3 separate regions of the Sus scrofa genome follow, and all the other regions are linked to region 1. The links are chromatin contacts, called in public HiChIP or PLAC-seq maps. All regions are on one chromosome and are shown on one strand. The core of a region is the stretch at or near the end of the contact, and the rest is flanking DNA. Distances in the headings are between cores, read along the strand shown.

Evidence for each region. HiChIP or PLAC-seq counts read pairs in DNA pulled down with a chosen protein or histone mark.
Region 2: an H3K27ac HiChIP or PLAC-seq map of skeletal muscle shows a contact between it and region 1, with 17 times the contacts expected there. The contact joins two enhancer-like sites. A contact is called at or near these places in 4 of 47 Hi-C or Micro-C datasets (embryonic fibroblasts, fetal skeletal muscle, heart right ventricle and 1 more) and 1 of 2 datasets of contacts at active chromatin or transcription factors (skeletal muscle).
Region 3: an H3K27ac HiChIP or PLAC-seq map of skeletal muscle shows a contact between it and region 1. The contact joins two enhancer-like sites. A contact is called at or near these places in 3 of 47 Hi-C or Micro-C datasets (embryonic fibroblasts, mesenteric adipose tissue and retroperitoneal adipose tissue) and 1 of 2 datasets of contacts at active chromatin or transcription factors (skeletal muscle).

What each region holds. Positions count from the first base shown.
Region 1 is chr7:111,430,843-111,435,544 of Sscrofa11.1, reverse strand. The region is part of intron 1 of LOC106504536; the gene reads left to right. It also overlaps a transcript of FOXN3 not described here. Among named protein-coding and RNA genes, the nearest start is that of FOXN3, 92 kb to the right of the region's middle. Within about 2 kb of position 1,879, at least 8 of the 83 cell types and tissues checked have an H3K27ac peak or open chromatin away from gene starts, as enhancers often do. A contact at or near this core is called in skeletal muscle and subcutaneous adipose tissue, where this site is marked.
Region 2 is chr7:110,948,664-110,953,365 of Sscrofa11.1, reverse strand. No RefSeq gene overlaps it. Among named protein-coding and RNA genes, the nearest start is that of TTC8, 220 kb to the right of the region's middle. Within about 2 kb of position 2,410, at least 30 of the 83 cell types and tissues checked have an H3K27ac peak or open chromatin away from gene starts, as enhancers often do. A contact at or near this core is called in skeletal muscle and subcutaneous adipose tissue, where this site is marked.
Region 3 is chr7:111,728,176-111,732,877 of Sscrofa11.1, reverse strand. The region is part of intron 5 of EFCAB11 (EF-hand calcium-binding domain-containing protein 11); the gene reads left to right. Among named protein-coding and RNA genes, the nearest start is that of EFCAB11, 36 kb to the left of the region's middle. Within about 2 kb of position 2,222, at least 12 of the 83 cell types and tissues checked have an H3K27ac peak or open chromatin away from gene starts, as enhancers often do. A contact at or near this core is called in skeletal muscle, where this site is marked.

The sequences.
Region 1 (4,702 bases), core at 630-3,129:
GGGGTTGGATGAGCTAGTGTAGACAAACTGCTTTGTGTGGAGAAAACCTTGGCTTTGTGATTGATCCAGTAATGGTGAGGTTTTGAGTTTTTTGGTATGATGTGGGGTAAGGGGGGGAGGCTTGGTGTTATCTCAAGTTTTTTGGTTTGTGTTTTTTCACTTTTTAATCAATTAAAGTATAAGTTGATCTACAGTATCTCAAATTCTTAAATAGAGACCTTGCCCTCCTTTTTTCTTTGCTGAAAGAGGTCAGTATTTAGCAGCAAACAGAGGAACTCAGCTCTTGAATATTCTTCAAGGCCACAGATAATTTCCCCGAAACCAAACCCTGGGTTACTGTCCTCAGTATCACTCTCTATTTGAGTTTAACTCATTACTTTGTTGCTAGGCTCAATGTTTTCAAGGCTCCACGTTTATTTTCTGTTGCTATTGGTCTTAGTAAATGAGAATGACATATGGACCTGAGTTAAATTGTTGGAATCATAATTTGTTTTGTTTTCAAAGAGTAGTTTTCTCTCTCGACTGCACTGTACTGTGGATGGGAAAATACACTGACATCTTAGTAACTCTAATCTATTATCCACCTGTTCAGATGCAAACACAATGCATGTGGCAAATTACTTTATATGCTGATAAAGCCTGTGTTTTGGAAAAATGTTGGGCTGTTTATGTACTAAAAGATTGTTTCGAATCAAGCCATCTAAACTGTGCAGATGAAGAAAAGGAAGTGTATTCTGAATAGCATCATCAAAATTCCAGGAAGGGTCAGGCTGCAAAATACAAGATGTGGTGAGTCTGTAATTAGGTATCAACCACATTTTATTTGATTGCGCAGCTCCTTGGGCTGAGCTCTGGCATTGGTCAGAGAATAGCTCTCCAGTCCAGAGGAGTTCATTTTAGAAGATGACCCAGGTGAATAGTCTAGCTCCCCCAAAAGCCAAGACAGAGCTAACCCTTCATTTATTATGTGTTTCCTTCATGGAGCAGGGCATAGAATTTCTGGCAGATGAGAGCAGAGCATTTCTAATAAAAGAGATGTCGTTGGGGGGGCAGGGTACTATCTTTGGAAATTATGTTCACTTTCTTCTCAAATCTAAGGCTTCTCTCTTAACTCTATAGAAAAAAACTTTTTTGGCAAAGTTTCCAAAACTACACTTTTGGAGGTACCAAGTCTAGGCCAAGGACATTAATGAGATATAGAGCTCATGAACTAGCAGGCTGGGTGGAATAGTTAACTCTGTCTCCTGATATAATGAGCTACTGTGTGGTCTCTCCCTACACTGAGCAAGGGTTCATTTGTATCCTTAATACCAAATATTCACTCACTACAAAGAAAAGGGAGAAGATCTCCATATTTGTAATAAGACCAATGTGAATATTAAAGTAATTTACATTTTTTAAGCAAAGTGCTCCATGCATTTTTACTGCAGTTACCACATATCCTGATTTGTTTGTGGTAGTTTGGGTTTATGTGCACTGTCCCAGTGTAATCACTAGTACTGCCTCCTTTTATTTTCAAAAGCATCTTGATGTGTATGATAAATTATGGTCACCTTACTTAACAATGGTAGTCAATATGTCTGGCAATAGTAGGTCAAGTTTGTTTTGACCAACTTTTCTGCTGAGAAAAGCTGCTTAAAATTAAAAAGGAAAAACTACAACAACAGCAACTCAGTTTGGAAGCACTGGAGAGCCATCAAGGCAATAAGGAATTGCAGAGATAAGATTTGGGGGGAGGAAACTCCCCTCACCTAAGAGGTGAGCCCAGCATTTGGATCTTCTTCTTGAGACAGTCATCAATTCCAAAAGTAGTGGCTAAGAGACTAGACACTTAGCAGAGCTTTCAACAAACTCCTGGGGTTTGGGGAATGGTAATTGTAGTCAAGTCCTGCCAAGGAGCAGAAACCCTAGTAAACAACCTCAGCTTTCATTTGGAACCCTGAGTCAAGATGAACCAGAAATAGAAAAACTCTCACAGGGACTGAAGCCAAAAATAAAATATTTTCAGATTAGTGTCACTAACTTAGATGCCTGCCAGAAGCAAAAGCAAAAATCCTCTCTGGAGGAAGATACATCTTCTGGAGCCTCATGTTCACTAGAGTTTTTCATGGACTATATCTGCCACCCAATGAAAAATAACTAGATATATGAGAAATCAAGACATAATAAAAAACCAAGACAAAAATTTGACAAATAAGAGAGAGATACCTACAAGGGATCCAAATAGTGAATTAATTATATATGGTCGCTCAAATAACTGTAACTGATATAGTCAAAGAATTAAAAGAGAAGCTTTAAAAATTTTCCAGAGAACTGAAAATTACAAATAAGAACCTAGAACTGAAAAACATAGTTACTGAAATCTAAATAGATGAAATTTTGCGGGTAGTGAAAAATCCCTGTAAGATTGGATATTGGTGATGGTGATGGTTTTTATAACTGAATTGATACTAAAATCATTGAATATACACTTATAGTAGGTGAATATTATGGTATATAAATTGTGCTTTAATAAAGCTGTCAAAAAATGGATGCATTCAGTGGCGTAGGTATTGTTGAAGAGAAAGTTAGTGAACTAGAATATAAGGCAGAAGAAAATACCCAAATGAAGCACAGAGAGGCAAGATGATAGACAGTAAACACAGAAATTTGAATGGAATGGTACAGGGGATATAGACGAAAGACCTAATGTACAAGTATCAGGAGTTTTGGTAGGTGGGGAGAGAGAAAAGGGAACAGAAGAAATAATTGAGAAGCAAATGGCTGAGGATTCTCCAAAACTAACTAACAAATGACACAAAGTCACAGAATCGAGAAGCCCTAGGACATTAAGCTGGATGAGTGAAAAGAAACTTCGCCTTGGAACAACAGGGTAAGATTTCTGAAAATAAAAAGGAGAAAAGCTGAAAAGCAGCCAGGGCTGGAGGGATGGGTAACTCTTGTCTTCAAAAGAGCAACAGTAAGATTGACAACTGACCCTTCCACTGAAACAATAGAAGTAAAAAGCAAATAGATAGTATTTCAAGTGGCTGAACTGTTGACTCTGAATTCCATGTCTACCTAATAGGTTCATCAGAAATAAAGATACTAAAATAAATAAATAAATGCAGAAATAAAGATACTAAAAGTATCTTTTAAAAAATTATTATGAGCAAAAAGACCCTTGAATAGGTGAGACAAATAAAAACTAGTGGGTTTAGGCCCAAATATATCAGCAATTATATTAAATATAAACAGAGTAAATATTCTTATTAAACGCTAAAGATTATTAGCCTGGATTTTTTGAAAACGTCTGTACTGCTTTAAAGAGACATACATTATTTTAAAAGTACAAAAGGATCAAACATGAGGATGTAAAAACATATACCATGAAAACACCAAAAGATCTTATAACTATATTAATGTCAGATAAAGTAGACCCTCTAACAGGCAAGGAGTGTTGCTAGAGATGAAAGTGATATTTCATAATAAAAAAGATTCATTTCACCAGGAAAATATACTATTTCCAAATTTGTCAGCCCTTTAAAATTACCCCCCCCCACACACACACATTTGAGAGACCTACAGGGAGGAAATAGAGATATTGATATAGTTAGAAATTTTAACATATCTCTCCAAATAACTGAGACAATGAGCAGATCATAAAAATCAGTTATAACATAGACAGTTTAAACAAAGTTAATTAACACACCTGATCTAATTATAAAACAGTACACTCAACAAATATAAAATACACATTTCTTTCAAGGGCACAGAAACTATTTGCCAACATGGCCTGTATTCTGAGTCATTAAGCAACTCAGCACATTTCAAAGGATTGAAATCATACAGAGTGTATTTTCAGATAACAGTGGCATTAAGCTAAAATTCGACAATGAAAAAGATAACTGAAAAAATTCCCATATGCTTAGAAATTAAGCAATGATAGGTCAAAGAAGAAATGGCTATGAAAATTAGGTAAAATTTAGGAATTAATAACAATGAAAGTGGAATACAGCTAATGTCCTGATTAGAGGGATATTTATAGCCTCAAATATATACATTAGAAAAAACAGAGAGGCTTCAAAAATAACCTAAGCATTAATTTCAAGAAGTTAGAAAAGCAATTACATTTTTTAAAAAAGGTAGGAGGAAGGAAATAATACAAATAAGAAAGTAATGAAATAGAAAACACATTTCATAGATAGAATCAACAGAGCCACAGGACTAATAAAATCGGTTCATCTTTTTTTTCTTTTCTTTTCTTTTTTTTTTTTGCTTTTTAGGGCTACAAGTGTGGCTTATGGAAGTTCCCAGACTAGGGGTTGAATCAGAGCTGCTGCTGCCAGCCTGTGCCAGAGCCACAGCAATGCAGGATCCAAGGCGAGTCTTTGATCTACACCACAGCTCACGGCAACGCCAGATCTTTAACCCACCAAGTGAGGCCAGGAATCAAACCTGAATCCTCATGGATACTAGTCAGGTTCTTTTCTGCTGAACCACAATGCAAACTCCAAACCAGTAAATCTTGGTGAGACTAGTCAAGGGAAAAAAAGCAATAATATCAGGAATGAAACAAGGGACATCACTGCATTTAAAAGATAATGGTAGGGAGTTCCCCCTGTGGCACAGTGGGTTAATGATCTGATTGTCTCTGTGGAGGCGCTCGTTCAATCCCTGGCTTGGCATGATGGGTAAGGATCCGGCATTGCCAAACCTTTGG
Region 2 (4,702 bases), core at 1,161-3,660, 480 kb after region 1:
TACAGCACAGGCAACTGTATCTAAACTCCTGGGATAGACCATGGTGGAAAGATATCGCTATATATCTATGTGTAATGAATATATGTAATAATATATATAATGTGTGTGTGTGTGTGTATATATATATATATGTGACTGAGTCACTTTGCTGTACAGCAAAAATTGGCACAACATTGTAAATCAACTATACTTTAAAAATACAAAAAAACCTATTTCAGCCAAAAAAACCCCTAGGTTTTTCTAAATTTTCTAAAATTTCCCCCAATTTTTAAAGTTTTACCTTTCACATTTTTGTCTTTCATCAATCAAAATTTGTTTATATAATACATAATATTTCCATTCTTCCCTTCTTATTGATTAATTTATTCCTTCTCCTTTGGTCGGCAATGTCACTGCTGGCTTAAATTCCCCTTCGTTAGCACGGGCCCATCTGCTTCTGGTTTCTTTATTCTAGTCTACTGATCGAGTTGGTGATCTACGTAAGCACCACATTGTCTTAGTTGCTGTAACTTTGAAGTAAGTCTGACCTCTAATAAGGCAAGTCTCCCCATTTGTGGGTTGGCTTCTCTTGGTCTCTTGCTTTTTTACATAAATTTTAGAAACAGCTCAACAAATGCCATGATAAAACCTGTTGGGATGTTGATTAGAACTGCATTGTGGGGAGTTCCCATTGTGGCTCAGTGGTTAACGAATCCGACTGGGAACCATGAGGTTGCGGGTTTGATCCCTGGCCTTGCTCAGTGGGTTAAAGATACGGCGTTGCCGTGAGCTGTGGTGTAGGTTGCAGACGCGGCTCGGATCCCGTGTTGCTGTGGCTCTGGCGTAAGTTGGTGGCTGCAGCTCCGATTGGACCCCTGGCCTGGGAACCTCCATGTGCCATGGAAGCGGGCCAAGAAATGGCAAAAAAGACAAAAAAAAAAAAAAAAAAAGAACTGCATTGTGTCTATAGACTGTATATATCCTTCAATAACAGCTTATAATTTTTTCAGGAAAGACTTACAAGTCTTTGGTTAGATCTACCCCTAGGTGGCGCTCTCTTGCACACGTTCTCATCTGTAAGGTAACATTCACCGGTTCCAGAGATTAGTATGGGGACATCTTCGGGATCCATTCTTCAGGTTACCATTCTTGGCATGCATTTGATTAAACCATATGTATTTGAAGTGGAAAAAAAAAAGTTGAATATTGGCAAGTCCGTAGTATTCAACCTAAAGTTTCCCAATATGCAAGAGTTACTGTTAATACTAAAAAACAAAGAGGAGATGATTTTACCATAAACTACCAGCTCTAGGCCTGTCCCTGTTGCTTTAGGAATAGTTAGACAACTTTCAGCAGAGTCCTGGCACTTTAGGGCTCTCTGTGACACAATCCTGGAAGCATAGGTAGGTCGCCCTGTCATGGAAGAGGGGTTGCTCAAAGGCGTCAGGAAGGTCTTCTTCCCACAGAGGAAGGGAAGCCCTCTGCCCAGATACCGGATCCTCTACCCCGCACAGCACAATCACTCTTTTGAGAAAAAGCAGCTCCAAAAGTCTTCTGTGTTGTAAACATGTGTGAAGCAGGAACAATGTTTGTGGCAGAGCTGAGCACTGCCCTAGTGGAACCTGCAGTCAAAGGAAAAAAGTCAGTGATACTGATGCTGTCTTCCTTTAAACTTTTATTCACCATGACTCTTTTTTTCATTAATTGGCATTAAAGATATTGCAAAAATATGATTTATTTTGATGACTGATTTGGGGGGCACCCCCCTTGAACTTTGCACCTTTGACTTCACTGTCCTGAACTTAACCCCCACTCTGGTCTGTAGGTCTCTCTTGGAAGCTATTTTCGCTAATGAGAGGATGGACACTCCTAGCAAAAGTTCAAACTTTATCTGTAGAGGAAAAACACATGGCAATTGGGATTTACTGAGACGGCAGGAAAGGCGGGCCATCTCGCAACCTCGAAACCGCCCATGGTTCAAGTGACTCTCTTTGCTACCAATTGCCTTCTCCAAGTGAGAAAGAATAAACTAATTTCATACCTATTCAGTCCAATAAAGTGCATTGTCCTACCTCTACCTCCAGTGATAAGAGACAGGAACAGTGCACTTCCCATTGCTAAGCAACAGTCAAAACAGCCCGTGGCATCTGTGCAGGCTGACCAAGCTGATAGGAATCAGTGTCTAAAGTTCTTGTTTGCATTTTGAAGTCAACAATCATTGCTGTTCTCTATTAGTGTTCATTAAGTTGGTTTATGGCTGGACCAACTCCAATCTCCACTTGGTGATTTGAATGCCTTGTCCTCCTAGGGAAAGAAATATTTGGCAATAAAAACCCTGGGCTCCTTTCCTCTGCTCATTTCCCCTGGATAGGCTGGGAAACTGTGGTCACCATCCGTTGTTCTCTGGCCCGGGAGAACAAAGCCTCTGTTGAAGGTTCTGGAAGAATGGGGTGGAGAACGGGGTGGAGAAGAAGGCTCTGCTCGGCCGCAAGCTGGCCTCCATCCACTCCACCCTGAAAGTAGGCCAGTGGAGCAGAAGTCTCTTGTGTGAAATGAGCTGGGGCTGAGAGTACTGCCCTGCTGCCCCAACGCCAGCACTAAAGTTTCGAAAGAACCTTCTGAGCCTCCTTCATGGACTGGTGCCAGAAAGGGACACTACCCGGGGACCTGATTAGCTCCTGCCTCCCTGGCCTGGGAGTGGGTCAAACAGTGGCTCCAGTGTAATGGTAGAAAGTTCCATCCAGCTTGAAAGAGCCGCCCTTGGATGCTATTTCCCAGGTGTTGACTCACCCTGGGGATGGCTGACAGGCTGCCAGCCCCACAGAGGAGCCCGCCTGCCACCTTATGTAACCTTCCCTTCGTCCCCAGCTCTCAGGAGCCAGGTCAGCTCTGAAAATAAAACCAGCAAACAACTTAGAGCAATTAACAAGGATGTCGTGCTTCTTCCTCAACTCCAATCCCAAACCCCGTTCCACTTCCAGCACTTTCCAGAGCGGAAGAGTGGCTCCTGGCCAGCATATCATGTTTTCCCTGCTCTACCGGTGAGAATTTCTCAGGGCCGAGCTGGATAACAAGCCTGTGTGCACCCCCTAGTGTACACAGGAGCCCAGCGCCACGCAAAGTCTTGTCTGGATGAGGCTGGGCCTGGCCAGTGGGACTGTAGAGGTTTGTGAGTGGGTGGGGCTGCAGGGCCTAATTCCACAAGGTCTGGGTCAGGTAAGAGGGAACCATGTTTACACACCTGATTCAGTTCATGACCCAGCAAATTGTCCTTCTTGCGTTCTCGGCCCTGTTTTCTTCTGATTCGCATCTCTTCTCTGCTGGCTAGGAAGCTTTCTGTGCCTCCCTGACTGGGGGGACGTGAGGATCTAGCGTCAAAGTCCCGTCATCTCCTTGAGAAGATGTAGCATGGCCTTGGCTTGTGGTTAATACGTGTGGAAGCCTCGTTGTTGTAAGATTAGAAAGTAATCTAGTAGTTTCTCTAAGAAACTCTGAAAGTCCAAAGTCATTTGTTTTGCCCTGATTCCCAAATAGCACACAAGCTGCGGAAGGCTGAGAAGATCCAAACAGCCCGTTCATTTTCTCATCATTCTGTTGATCTTTCTCTGAAAGATGCAGAAGAGAGTTTAGGTAAACGTGAAAAAGAATCCGTTCTCAGTATAAGCCAAGGTAGTATGGGCACGGGAATGTGATGTGGGTAGCAAGAACCATGGGAATCTGGAATTCCTGTTGTGGCTCAGTGGTGATGAACCCAACTAGTGTCCATGAGGATGAGGGTTTGATCCATGGCCTCACTCAGTAGGTTAAGGGATCCACTGTTGCTGTGAGCTGTGGTGTAGGTCTCAGAGGTGGCTTGGATCCAGTGCTGCTGTGGCTGTGGTGTAGGACGGCAGCTGCAGCTCTGATTCGCCCCCTACCCCGGGGACTTCCATATGCCACAAGTGCGGCCCCAAAAAGCAAAATGTTTTGCTCAGGGAAAAAAAAAAACAAAAACTGCAAAACAAATGAAAAAAAAATGCTATAAAATTGGGTTGTGATGATTGTTGTACAACTATAAATGTAATGAAATTCACTGGGTAATTTAAAAAAAAAAAAACAATGGACATCCTTAAAAGAAGAATTGACAGTCACATACCCAGGAAACCAGGAGGCTTACCTACCTAGAAGATTTAAGCTAATTGTTGCTTAAAGAATCTTTCCAGATTGATTAGTTTAATTAAAAAGTCAAGAGCAGGAATGAAGTGGATTTAAGATTATGTACTAACTTTTGCCAACAGAAGAGCTGACACATTATGGTGAGAGTGATCTTGGAGGTTCCATTTGAGGAAAAGTTTCAGGATTGATTAGTGATGTCTGCCATGAACACAGGACTGAGGAGTGCTGGTATGCATGGCAACTAGGCAAGAAGAAAAGAAAGTATACTATAAGAATTAAAATTGTATTAATTATAATTATAAGAAAGTATTAAGAAATCTAAGCCATCTTAACCTTTCATTGCTGTTTTTTTGGTCTTTCTTGTATTTGGGAATTATAATGATGTTGTGGTTTATACAACTTCCTGTACTAGGGTGCAGGCTATGTATTCCCATCTTCTCCCTCCTTAGTTTGCCTAACTTCTCAGCTGACTTGAAGGCTGATACAGAATAACAGGGGGATGGAGGTGAAAATGCACCTGATTCTCACCTTTCCTGAGATTATGAAGTGATGTCTCAATTCCCAAGTA
Region 3 (4,702 bases), core at 973-3,472, 300 kb before region 1:
GATGAAGCTGAGCGCCTTTATCGCTCATCTCAGGCCAAACGAGACTGACTTCTCACTTATTTTATCTTTTGGGTAGGAAGAAAAGGCATCGGAAATTGACAAATAATCACACATTTTTATTTGATGACAGTCACATTGCTGGCACTTGTTAGCAGACAGATGTTTTTGTTACACCTCAAAATTGTATTTTTTGATTTAAGAATGCTGTTGCTTAATAATAATAGAATTTTCAGTTAAAATGTCTAAACGCACTTAGCTTTAAGTGTCATTCAATAATCACGCTAAAGGAACATATTCAGAAATAACAATAAAACTTATAAAATGGTTTTCTTAATCCAAGTCTTCTTATTGTTAAGGTTCCTGGTAACTCATTCATGATTTCAGATGGAAATCTTCCCTGCCTTGGAGATGGCATGACCAGGCACCCGTCCAAAGAGAGGAGGGGACAGCAGAAGAGTCTTATTCTTATTTCCCTTTTGCAGTCATTTAACTGTGTTTGCCAGAGAGAGAATAGTCAATGAGTACCTGAGTGAATGAATCGATGAGTAAATAAAGGAGCAAAGGAGTAGAATGAAGTTGATCAAAATTTGCATGTTGAAGTTGTGTGTTAAATTGGGTAGAGCAGCTGCTGGCCCTGCATTTTATCTGAGCCTGTTGCAAATTGTCTTCTTTTCTGGGCTTTCCATTTCAGATGTAGAGTCAGAGGCTTTAAAACATACGAACTTGACCACGCATTTGTGTAGACATTTAAACTGCTGTCATCGTAAAATTATTACGGTAGTTTTAAACTCTGTCAGAAAGCTTTTAACAGAACTCTGTTATCAGAGTCAACTTGAATCAATTGGGTGAAACTTTCTTTTCCTTTCTTGCGCGTTGTCTACTAGAGAAGTTTCTTTTAGTGACCCAATTTGTTAGAGTGTGGTGCCATTCATTCTGCTGGTTACCAGTTCGGCATGACAAGTGGCCGGATATCCTTTTCATAGACACCTTCTATCCACAGATCGGTTGTTTGGGGGAAAAAAAATTGGACCTAGTTCTTCAGGAATACTTATTTCCACAAGCTGATGTACAGAAATCAGATGAGCCCCTATGGTTCAGTTGTGCTGTCTCTACACTGGCATCCATTGCTAGATGGGTCTCAGTTAAATAGGAGGGAAAGCGCAATGGCAGTACATATTCACATGTTCATATATCAGCATCCATCTCTGAGTCAGGAATCTTGATGAAAAAAAGATAAAAATTTATTTATTTATTTATTTTCTTTTTAGGGCCACACTCATGGCATATGGAAGTTCCCAGGCTAGGGGTCCAATCAGAGCTACAGCTGCCAGCCTACATCACAGCCACAGCAGTGCTGGATCAGAGCTGCATCTGTGACCTATACCACAGCTCACGGCAATGCTGGATCCTTAACCCACTGAGCAGGGCCAGGGATCAAACCCTCGTCCTCATGGATACTAATTTGGTTTGTTACCATTAAGCCACAACAAAAACTCCTCAAAAATTTTTAAATGTGAAATTGCCTCCTCAATCATTTTTAGTTCCAATTAAATTAATGTCTTTTGTGGACACTGTAGGCAAGCATAGTATTCAATACCACTTAGTTGCTATCTCTCTCTTACTTTCTAATTTTCATTTAGTTCTTAGTCTTTGCTTTTTAGTGTGAGCTTATGGTAGAATAAATCAAATTAGCTTTAGTGGGTAGATTTAGTTTTCTCTAATAACTTACTAAGCAAAACATACCTTCTTCTTAAGTGAAAAAGCCAAAGTGGATTATTTTTTATTTGACTGACAAGGAAAGGCATTTCTAATTTTATTTAGTGATTGAAATAAATTGCTTTACCATAAATTAAACGTGAAATATCTATATGATCTTCTTTTAATGAACAAAGCCCACTGAGAGCCAAGCACATTTGTAGTTGGTCTCTTTAGCCAGTTGGTGGTGCTAAAAATTCTGATAAGAAATTAACTGAAAGGAGAGGAAGTTAGCCCAGAGCCTTTCTTAATAAATGTTGTCTTATTAGTTTTTGAAAAATTAGTACCAAAAACGTATGCCCAAATTATTGCACCTTCTAAATTTAGGAACTAAACCGAGTATCTCTGATGGACGGCAGAGTACATTTCTAGTAAACTTCTGTACATATGTCATTGGCTCCCATAGGATTTGCCTGTCGGAGATGGCATAGTTGTGTAACTCCCGGCTCCATTCTGGAACTCGCCCGTAGCCTGCTGGCTGGGGAACAGAAGTGAGGCCAATACTGTGTGCTAGTGCCGTATTCCTGGGTCTATTTAGGTGTGGAATTTAGAGCTAAGAAGTACTATTTTGTATTATTACTACTTTTTTTTTTTTTAACTATTAATGTGCTTTTTGTGGACTAGGTTTGTTTAAGCCTTTGTTTTTTAGTGCCTAACAAGTCCCGTAGAGCGATAGTCTGTTGCCTGAATGTGTCCTGGAGATGCGGCCAGAAAAACAGAGGACTTGGAGTTAAGACGTCAAAGGTCTGGATCCATCAGTCAGATCTAACCAAAGATGTTACTTGTACTAGTCTTAAAAAAAAAAAAAGGCCTTACTTAGTTATACTTTTAAATTTTACACTGGCTAAAGCACCTAAGTAATAGCATTTTATGATTTTATTATCCCATTGAAGTTTTCTTCTGACTTGTTTCAATCTTCCAAACATAGAATATGCTATGGAAAGCTATCAGAGTTTTAAAAAGTAAAAAAAAGTAAAAAAGAAACAAAGTCGAAAAAATGTTTTTAACAGATAATCCTAGAACTGACTTTTATGATATTATAAAGACTATTTAAATTTAAATAATCTTCCTTTCACCTAGATAAAGACTGCCTGTCAATTCAGGAAGTCAGGAAATTTAAAACCCTAGAGCAGGTTTGAATTTCCCTACATATTTCATAACCGCCCCTTGGTCACTTACATCTATTTTTTTTGGCTACACTCATGGCACATGGAAATTTCCGGGCCAGGGATCGAATCTGCGCCACGGCAGTGATCTGAGCCACACGTCACCAGATGGCAACACTGGATCCTTAACTGTTAGGCCACCAGGGAACTCCCTGTATCAGTTCTTTAGAGCTCAGTTTTCCCAGCTTGTAAAATGGGAATAGTAATCACTTTTCCCCAGAGTTGGTGAAAGATGAGATCCCGAGGGTTTGTTAGGTGGTGTTTTCCCGACACTTCCCTCCTTTGAGGCAGAGACGGTGACTCAGTTGTTTTTGAGCCCCACACGATACCCCTGGACTTAGCCAGGGCTTTAGGGCAGGAAGTCCTCTTTGTGTCCGGTAATGCCTCGTGCTCCACTAATGAAGAGATATTTCTAGGTTGTAACATTTCACAAGGATTTTGCAGACTCAGACTCGTAAAAGAGCTACTCAGATAGATCTGGTTTTCAGCTATTTGCCTGTCTATCCTTGGGGATATTGACTTGTTGGTGTGAATCTGCCTAAACGTGTAAGACTGGAGACGCAAGTATGAGATTTCCAAAAGGTAGGATAGCAAAGGCGTTACTAAGAGTTTGTTCATCCATCCATTTGTTTGCCCCACAGACTTTCACCGAGCATTACTCTTCCAGAGATGAACTCCAGGAGAGCCGCAGCCCACCTCTGAGAGCTGCAGGCATCAAGCAGCCGGATGCTTCTGTTTGGCAGGAATTGATGCGCAGCCCTTATTTCAGGCACAGCAAGATTATTTAAATTTAAATATTCTTTTTAATAATATTATAAAACTCAGTTCTAGGATTGTCTGTAACAACATTTTTTTTTTTTGCATTTAAAACTCTGATGGTTTAATTGAATTTTCCACAGAATATTCTGTGTTAGAAAGATTGAAACAAGTCAGAAGAAAGTTCAATGCAATGGTAATCATAAAACACTCTTACTTAGATGCTTTAGCCAGTATATAATTTAAAAGCGTAAGTGTGTAAGGTACGTTTTTTTAGAAATAGCACAACTAATGTCTTTGGTTAGATCTGATTGGTTCAGATCTTTGATTCTTTGAGATACACAATCAAGGAAGCAGGTGGTGGCAGAGATTTTAGAAATTCAATATACCTTCTCTCATTATATAGCTCAAAAAATGGAGGCTAAGTGAATTTCATGACTTATCCAAGGTTACACAGACTCAGATCAAGACTCACATCTCCTAATTCCCAATTCAATGCGGAGGCATTATTTTCCCATCCTCGGTTCTGCAAGATGAGCCTTTTTGGGTGTAAAGAAGGATAAGTGGGAGTTCCCACTTCGGATCTGTGGGTTAAGGATCTGACATTGTCTCTGTGAGGATGCGGGTTCAATCCCTGGCCTTGCTCAGTGGTTTGGGGATCTGGCATTGCTGCAAGCTGTGGGGTTAATTTGCAGATACTGCTCAGATCCGGTGTGGCTGTGGCTGTGGCATAGGCTGCAGCTGCAGCTCTGATTTGACCTCTGGCCCAGGAACTTCCATATGCTGCAGGTGTGGCCCTAAAAAGAAAAAAAAGGCAAGCGTATGCTTGTTCATCCTCAATAAACTTTCGTACTAAACATGGAATATCATTCCTGCCCAGTTATCAGGAAACTTGCAGTGTAAGGGAGGCAGTTAATTAAGGCGCTCCTCCGTACCTTCCAGAGCAGAGCTGGAGAGGGTGCACACACCAGGCACATCACCTGCAGACCTCAGCCAGAGCAGAGGCGTGCCTGGGCCGGTTCCAT